Linked DNA regions of Pan troglodytes: region 2 is linked to region 1. A link is a contact called in public Hi-C data. All regions are on one chromosome and are shown on one strand. The core of a region is the stretch at or near the end of the contact, and the rest is flanking DNA. Distances in the headings are between cores, read along the strand shown.

What was found. Hi-C and Micro-C count contacts between places; a contact is called where the count stands out from the background.
Region 2: a Hi-C map of stem cell-derived neural progenitor cells shows a contact between it and region 1, with 3 times the contacts expected there. The contact joins two enhancer-like sites. A contact is called at or near these places in 2 of 7 Hi-C or Micro-C datasets (blood and stem cell-derived neural progenitor cells).

What each region holds. Positions count from the first base shown.
Region 1 is chr19:88,426,961-88,430,830 of NHGRI_mPanTro3-v2.0_pri, forward strand. No RefSeq gene overlaps it. Among named protein-coding and RNA genes, the nearest start is that of GRB2, 27 kb to the left of the region's middle. Within about 2 kb of position 2,456, at least 8 of the 24 cell types and tissues checked have an H3K27ac peak or open chromatin away from gene starts, as enhancers often do. A contact at or near this core is called in stem cell-derived neural progenitor cells, where this site is marked.
Region 2 is chr19:88,587,723-88,592,027 of NHGRI_mPanTro3-v2.0_pri, forward strand. It overlaps MYO15B (myosin XVB), which reads left to right. Exons shown (of 64, transcript XM_054670679.2): 1 at 1-3,219; 2 at 3,602-3,665; 3 at 3,883-3,992; 4 at 4,148-4,222. The coding sequence starts at 1,034. Among named protein-coding and RNA genes, the nearest start is that of MYO15B, 5.0 kb to the left of the region's middle. Within about 2 kb of position 2,474, at least 12 of the 24 cell types and tissues checked have an H3K27ac peak or open chromatin away from gene starts, as enhancers often do. A contact at or near this core is called in stem cell-derived neural progenitor cells, where this site is marked.

The DNA.
Region 1 (3,870 bases), core at 1,206-3,705:
AGTGCAATGGCGCAATCTCAGGTCACTGCAAGCTCCGCCTCCCAGGTTCACGCCATTCTCCTGCCTCAGCCTCCCGAATAGCTGGGACTACAGGCACCTGCCACCACGCCCGGCTTATTTTTTGTATTTTTAGTAGAGACAGGGTTTCACCGTGTTAGCCAGGATGGTCTTGATCTCCTGACTTCGTGATCCACCCACCTCGGCCTCCCAAAGTGCTGGGATTACAGGCGTGAGCCACCGCGCCCGGCCTGGGTTTTAATTGGCAACTAGAATGTCCACTCTATTAAGCCTGTCTTTAACCCTTCTTATTACAAGCAATTAAATTACGAGGAGAACTAACTCGTACAGAATACTGACTATGTTTTCGGGCCCTGCGCTGGACACTTGGCATAATTTCTCAACTAACTTCTGCAAACCTCAGAGTCCTCATCTATAATAATGCAAGGTGTGTGAGAAATAATTGATAATATCCATTTTCCTGCTTTCTAGAGGCTTGTTTCATTTGCAAACAGGATAGGAGTGCTTGCATATCAATTCTAATGCTTTCTGCTTTTCCAATCCTTTCTCTTTTTTGGCCTAGCTGAGTGTTTTATGAGACTTCACTCAGTCACAAAGCCCCCGGAAGTTTACCAATACTGCCTCTGTTCTGAGCTCCAAAGAAATCAAGCGACTTGCTTCAAAGTTCTGCTGGCAGCTTCTCTGGGGCTAACAATCAACCCGTTCCTGAATCTTTGGCCCTGCTCAAGAAATCAAATCTCCATCCTCTCCCAAATTAACATGAGCATTTGGTCTTTAGGAAAATTAAATCTCTATAAGTATCCTGAGCTAAGATCAATATAAATACCAGAACTGCCTAGCAACCAGAACGGATTACTCATTCTCTCTGATATTTAGCTGTGTCAGATGGGGAAAACCTTTTGCTTTATATAGCTGCGCTTACATACACCCAGGCTGAAGATGAATCAGGGAAGCCGCTCCAAATGCAAGGGAAGTGAAAATAGAAAGACAGGAGGGATCCTTCCTGATATTCTGTGCAGAGAAAATTCTTCACCAGATTCCATCCTGGTTTGGAGGCCGTGAAAGGAGGAGCCTGAACCACAGGCCTCCGTGTAACTGAGGAGTTAGAAATTGAACACAAGTAGAGGCTGGGCGCGGTGGCTCACACCTGTAATCCCAGCACTTTTGGAGGCTGAGGTGGGCGGATCACTTGAGGCCAGGAGTTTGAGATCAGCCTGGCCAACATGGGGAAACCCTGTGTCTACTAAAAATACGGAAATTAGCCAGGTGTGGTGGTGCGCGCGTGTAATCCCAGCTACTTGGGAGGCTGAGGCATGAGAATTGCTTGGACCCGGGAGGCGGAGTTTGCAGTGAGCTGAGACCATGCCACTGCACTCCAGCCTGGGTGACACAGTGAGACTCTGTCTCAAAAAAAAAAAAAAAAAAGAAAAGAAAGAAATTAAACACAAATAGAAGATGAAAGAACTTGAACGTGCTTTCATTTAGTTTTAAAGGGACAAAGGCTTAGTGAACATCTTAAAGTACAAACTGTGATGAAAGACAACCACTGTTGCTTTCCCTATTTATTGGAAACCAGACAAATTCTAGCTTAGCAAATTCAGGTTAGATCAAGTGGGACCTTTTTGACATGAGTTAAATACTGGAATGTGTTACTGAAGTTGCAGAATATCTTTCAGTTGCGGTGATTAGGTACCTGTTTTTTTGGCATAAGGTCGGAGGCAAGGCAGTGAACTCTCTAAGCTCTCTAAATATATTTAATATATTATATCTAAGCTCTGTAAATCTATAATAATACATAGTGGCCAGATGTGGTGGCTCATGCCTGTAATCCCAGCACTTTGGGAGGCTGAGGCAGGAGGATCGCTTGAGCCCAGGAGTTTGAGACCAGCCTGGGCAACATGGCGAAACCCTGTCTCTACAAAAAGTAGAAAAATTAGCCAGGCATGGTGGTGCCTGTGGTCCTAGCTACTTGGGAGGCTAAAGTAGGAGGATCATTTGAGCCCGGGAGGCGGAGGTTTCAGCGAGCCGAGATCATGTCACTGGACTCCAACCTGGGTGACAAAGTGAGACCCTGTCTCGAAAAATAAATAAATAAACATAGTTACCCTATTAACAGTGTGGCACAAATAGCCCTGTTTATCCAATAAACAGGTGTGCCTAGGACTTCAACAAGTTTAAATTTGTCAAGTCGATCATAGATAAATATAAGATCTGTACATTTTACAGAACAGAAGCTGGACTCCAGCAGCCAGGGGGAGAATGCAGGAAGGAATCCTTGCTCTTTTCACATAGCCTCTGATCATCGTCTCTTCCACCCTGTCCGTGGGACTCTCTAGCAGCTGAAGGCAAAGCTATGTGACCCCAAGTATGTCTGTCCAGGAGGGAAGAAAAGCATCTAAACCCTAGGGGAATGTCGGCAATGTGGGCTTGGCAAATGGGGAATGCCAGGAATGAGACCACAGTCCACGGTTCAGATAGCCCAGTGTGGCTCGCCCCGCCCTGATATCCTTCATGAAAATGAAGCGAGGCGGCTCCTGGAGAGGGGCTGTCTGCTTTGGAAGCTGTAAATTCTGCTTCTGAATCATATTGCTTTTCTGAGCCCATGTGTCTTAATATAGCTAGAAAGACTTCATCCAGTCTGGCTCAGGCTGCAGAGAACTAAATATGTTGTCAAAATACTCCCTAAACTCAGGGTCCAACAAGACCACACAGGCAGCTGTCTTTATTATCACACTGTTCTGCCTAATACTTAGCAAAATATTTGTGAGAATGCTCCCATCGTGGTGCTCTTCAACATGAATTTCCCTTGGAGGTAGTTTTTTAAGTTAAAGAGAATTTCTGGGAGGGTACTCATATATTAGTTGCCTCAGAGTAGGAAACCTAAGAGGTAGGGGACAGGGGTGGGAGAGTGACATATTTTTCACTGTATACCTCTTTATGTCTTTTTTTTTTTTTTTTTTTTGAGACGGAGTCTTGCTCTGTCATCCAGGCTGGAGTGCAGTGGCGCTATCTCAGCTCACTGCAACCTCTGCCTCCCGCATTCTCCTGCCTCAGCCTCCCTAGTAGCTGGGATTACAGGCGCCCACCACCATGCCTCGCTAATTTTTGTATTTTTGTAGAGACGGGGTTTTACCATGTTGGCCAGGCTGGTCTCAAAATTCCTGACCTCGTGATCCACCCACTTTAGCCTCCCAAAGTGCTGGGATTACAGGCGTGAGCCACTGCACCTGGCCTTCCAAAATAAATTTTAAACGTGGGCCAGGTGTGGTGGCTGACGCCTGTAATCCCAGCACTTGGGAGGCCAAGGTGGGTGGATCACGAGGTCAGGAGTTCGAGACCAGCCTGGCCAACGTGGTGAAACCCCGTCTCTACTAAAAATACAAAAATTAGCTGGGCGTGGAGGTGCGCGCCTCTAATCCCAGCTACTCGGGAGGCTGAGGCAGGAGAATAGCTTGAACCCGGGAGGCAGAGGTTGCAGTGAGCCAAGATGGTGCCATTGTACTCTAGCCTGGGCAACAGGGCAAGACTCCATCTCAAAAAAAAAAAAAAAAAAAAGAAAAAATTTAAACATAAGGCTTGTAAAATACTGTGTGGAATTTAACTTAGCTCCTTCTCTTCCAATTCAGGAATTCAGGAGTTTATTTCCCAATTTTTTTTCTTTTTTTGCCCAAGCAGGAGTGCAGTGGAGCCATCTTGGCTCACTGCAAGCTCCGCCTCCCGGGTTCACGCCATCCTCCTGCCTCAGCCTCCCGGTAGCTGGGACTACAGGCGCCCGCCACCATGCCCGGCTAATTTTTTGTATTTTTAGTAGAGATGGGGTTTCACCGTGTTAGCCAGTATGGTCTCGATCTC
Region 2 (4,305 bases), core at 1,224-3,723, 160 kb after region 1:
AGCTCACTGCAAGCTCTGCCTCCTGGGTTCATGCTATTCTCTCCTGCCTCCTGGGTTCATGCCATTCTCTTGCCTCAGCCTCCCGAGTAGCTGGGACTACAGGCACCCCCCACCACGATCGGCTAATTTTTTGTATTTTTTAGTAGAGACGGGGGTTTCACCATGTTAGCCAGGATGGTCTCCATCTCCTGACCTCGTGATCCGCCCTCCTTGGCCTCCCAGAGTGCTGGGATTACAGGCGTGAGCCACCGCGCCCGGCCAACCTGGAAAATTTTGCAAGGAAATACAGAAATGGGTAACCTCAGGGGACACTGAGTACATAGGCTGAGGGTCAGGAATGGGAGACTTTTATCTTGTAATGTTTGGATGTTTGAATTATGTGAATGTATTACCTGTTTTAAAAATAGATATTTTAAAAACACACACATTGGGGCAATCAGGAATGTATGGGGTGTGGTTCTGTTCCACAACTCCAAGGAGGTAGACAGGCATGTTTTACACCAGTTCAAGATGTACATTTATGTTTTATGCACTTTTCGGTAAATTGTATTTATTCCACAATTGAAAAGAACAAAAACCCTAGCGACTCATGGAGTGCTGCCGTGTGCCAGGGTGGGCCTGGCCCCAGTCCCTTGGAACCCTCAGAAGGAAGAAGTCCAGACAGGTTCTCTGGGCCCTTCCTTGCTGGGCAAGCACTGAGGTGGGAGTGGAGCATGGACCCCCTCAGTCTGGCGCGGTGCGAGGCTGGCCTGGCTGGCAGCGCCTCCCGGCGGCACGGTTGCCCTGTCCGCAGCTGTAGCGTCTCCTGTTTCCTGGGCGCCTCTACTCCATTGATGGCCGAGGGGGTCAGGACCCGCCGCCTTCTGCATTATTGATGGTCCTGTAAGGCGGGCACCTCGGGGAGTAGGAGCCTGTAGCCCCTACGAGAGCACAGCCGGGTGGTGCACTGCACAGAAGGTCACCGCGGGAGGCCAAATCCCCGGGGAGGGGAGAGGACCTGGGCGTCGGGAAGCCCGTCTCCTCTGGGCCAGCCATGGGCAGGAACCAGCGCAAAGCGCCCCAGCGCCTGGAGAGGCCCGGGAGGCCGGCCTCAGGGGAGCAGGAGTCGGGGTCGGCCAGCGCGGATGGCGCGCCCAGCCGGGAACGCCGTTCCGACCGCGGGCAGGCGGACAAGGCGAGACCGGCGGCCGAGCCTGCCACCGCCGGGGGCCAGGGAACCCCTGGTGGCCGCAGGAAGCCCACTGCAGAGGGGAACGGCGGCTGCAGACGTCCAGGGGCTGGGCTGTCCCCGAAAGCCCAGGAGAGGCAAAGCAACGCGCAGCGTCAGGGACGCGGGCCCAGGGGCGGCCGCGGGGGGCGCCTGGAGGAGGGAAGCCTCTCCGGAGGAGAAGAGCTGGGCGGCCGCCGTAGGAGGAAGCGGAAAGATAAGGGGCCCTCGGCTCGGCGGGGCCGCCGGACGCCCAGGAGCCTCAATGGGGACACGTCGGGTGGGGACGGAGGCAGCTCCTGTCCGGACAGCGAAACCCGCGAGGCCCAGGAGAGCGGCAGCCAGCGCGGCAGAGCCCGGGAGCTGCGGCCCACGCCGGAGCCTACGGACATGGGCTCGGAAGGGACAAAAACCGGGCCGGAGTCAGCGCCGGAGCCAAGCAGCGACGGCCTGGTCAGCGTCTGGCCCCACGCAGATACCCGGGGCCGGGAAGGGTCGTCGGGGACGGGGCCCCTGGGAGCCAGCGAGCATTCCGGCGGGAACTCCGACTCGAGTCCGCTGGGGACCGGACCTGGACGGGGCTCTCGGGCAGCTATGGCCTCCAGGACCTTCGAGGACAGCTCGCGGGCTCCTCGGGACACTGGGCCGGCCAAGGACGCGAGCGACAACCGGGCGCAGCGGGGCGCCGAGCCAGAAACAATGCAGGCCTCGACGGCCCGGGCTCCGCGCCACCAGGTCGGAAAGGCGGTGGGGCGGGTGCCATCGGCGGCAGGCGAGGGCGAAGCGGGAGCCGCAGCAGGAGCGGGGCCGGAGGACCCAGCCCCGCTGGCGGCCCTCCTGGTGGTCCGCAGGCTCCTCGCGAGGCCCCCGCCAGGCGCCGCTTCCTAGGCCGTGGGCCCCCGCCGCGCTGGCCTCAAGGAGCGGCTCCTGAGTGTAGCGCGAGCCCTGGGCCTCCTGCGCTGGCTGCGGCGGCGGCTGCGGCTGCGGCGGCGGCCACCAGAGGGCGAGGGGCAGAGGACCTGGCCACCGGCGAGCGAGGGGTGGGGCCGCCGGAAGGCAGACGAGGGGCGGGGTCATGGGAGAGGAAGCGAGGGGCGGGGCCGCGGGAAAGCGGATGAAGGGCGGGGCCACGAGCGAGGGGACGAGGGGCGGGGCCGCGGGAAAGCGGACGAAGGGCGGGGCCACGAGCGAGGGTACGAGGGGCGGGGCTGCGGGAAAGCGGACGAGGGGCGGGGTCACGAGAGAGGTGACGAGGGCCGGGTCCACCAGAGAGGGTATGAGGGGTGGGGCCGTGAGCCCGGGCTGCGGCACCGTCTGGCGTTGCGCCTGGCTGGCTTAGCAGGGCTGGGGGGTATGCCGAGGGCTCCCCCTGGCGGCCGCTCCCCGCAGGTCCGGACAAGCCCAGTCCCCGGCGACCCTTTTGATCAGGAGGACAAGACTCCAGATCCCAAGTTCGCGGTCGTGTTCCCCAGGATCCACAGGGCAGGGCGGGCGTCGAGCAGCCGCAGCTCTGAAGAAGCGTCCGCAGATGCCCCCACGGGGGAAGGCCGAGGTTGGCCTCGTGCAGGGGCGGGGGGGCACAGTGAGGGGTGCAGGACGAGTGGGGAAGGGGTGTCCGGGCTTCGTCGCGGCTCCCTCCTTGCCCCTACTGCACCCGACGGGCCTTCGCTCGACGAGAGCGGCTCCAGCCGTGAGGCGGAGTTGGAGACCCTCAACGACGAGCCCCCGGTGCACTGGGCGCAGGGCTCAGGCCCCCACGAGGGTCCTAGGCTTGGCGCCGCCGTGCTGCTACCCCGACTCGCCTTGGAGACCCGCCTGCAGCAGGAGGGAGACCCGGGCCTCCGTGGGTCCCTGAGGGAGCTGTGGGAACCCGAGGATGAGGACGAGGCGGTGCTGGAGAGGGACCTGGAGCTGAGCCTCGGGCCGGGCCTGGAGGCGCCACCCTTCCCCGGTGCTAAGGGCAGGAGCCTCGGAGACGGCCTGGAAGACATGGAGGACCTGGCGCGGTTGCGGTGAGCGGGCGCGGTGCCAAAGCTGCCATCCCCGGCTCACAGCTCCTCATATCCACCCTGCCCTCATCTTTATGAATTGCGTGTAGACCCTTATTGAATCCTTAGAAGGATGGGCTTGAACCCTCCTGGCAGGAAGGGGCAGGTAAGGGGCAACAGGTGCTACGTCCCCAGGACCGCCTTTCTAATTAGTACAAAGCTTCCTTCTGGGTCAGCGCCAGCCCTCCTTGTAGCCTCCCCATTACTTGACAGCTCAGCCCTCATTTTATGGATCAGGCTCTGGGAAGTTGAATGACTTGCCAGGGTCCCTGCAGTGGGTGGCAGAACTAACCCACAACCTCCTGCAGCCACAACTTGTCATGCCTCCACCCCGTTGTCCCTACAGGCTGGTGTGTGACAGCTCTGTGCTGCTGTGCCTCAAGAAGAGATTTCACCTGGGCCGCATCTATGTATGGGGAGCCACGGGGACGGACAGTGGGCGGGGATCCCCTTTTCTCTGGGGACAGAGGGCTCCCTGGCACCCCTGGACATTCTCCTTCCTCTTCCTCCCCGGGCTAGGCGGTGAACCCTCTCTGGAGCCCTGCAGAGTGGGACTGAGGGGCTGGGCTCTGTTTGCATTCCCCCTGCTCCCTCCACACTCTGATGAGAGCTTGTTTTCCTCCCCAGACCTTTGGGGGGCCCGTCTTGCTTGTTCTGAACCCCCACCGGTCCTTGCCTCTTTTTTCACCTGAGGTCCAGGCAAGCTACCACCCCAGGAAGGCCCTCAGCACCACTCCGTATGTGACTCTGCCCCACTGACCCTCTGCTCACCTCCCAGGCAGCCCAGTCTCTGCATGTCCCCTTGACTGAGGTCCCGGGGCCTGTGAGCACCTCTGCTACACCTCGGAGGGTCCCAGGTCCCCATGTCTGGCAACCTTCTCATCTCCCTCAGACACATCTTTGCCATCGTGGCATCAGCCTATGACCTGGCTCAGAATACTGGGCAGGACCCGTGCATCCTCCTGCGGTGAGTGGTGGCCTTCCTGAGTGGCTGAACCCATGGGCCACACTGAGGGTTGATGGGGCGGGGCCTGAGGTCTTCACTGGAAG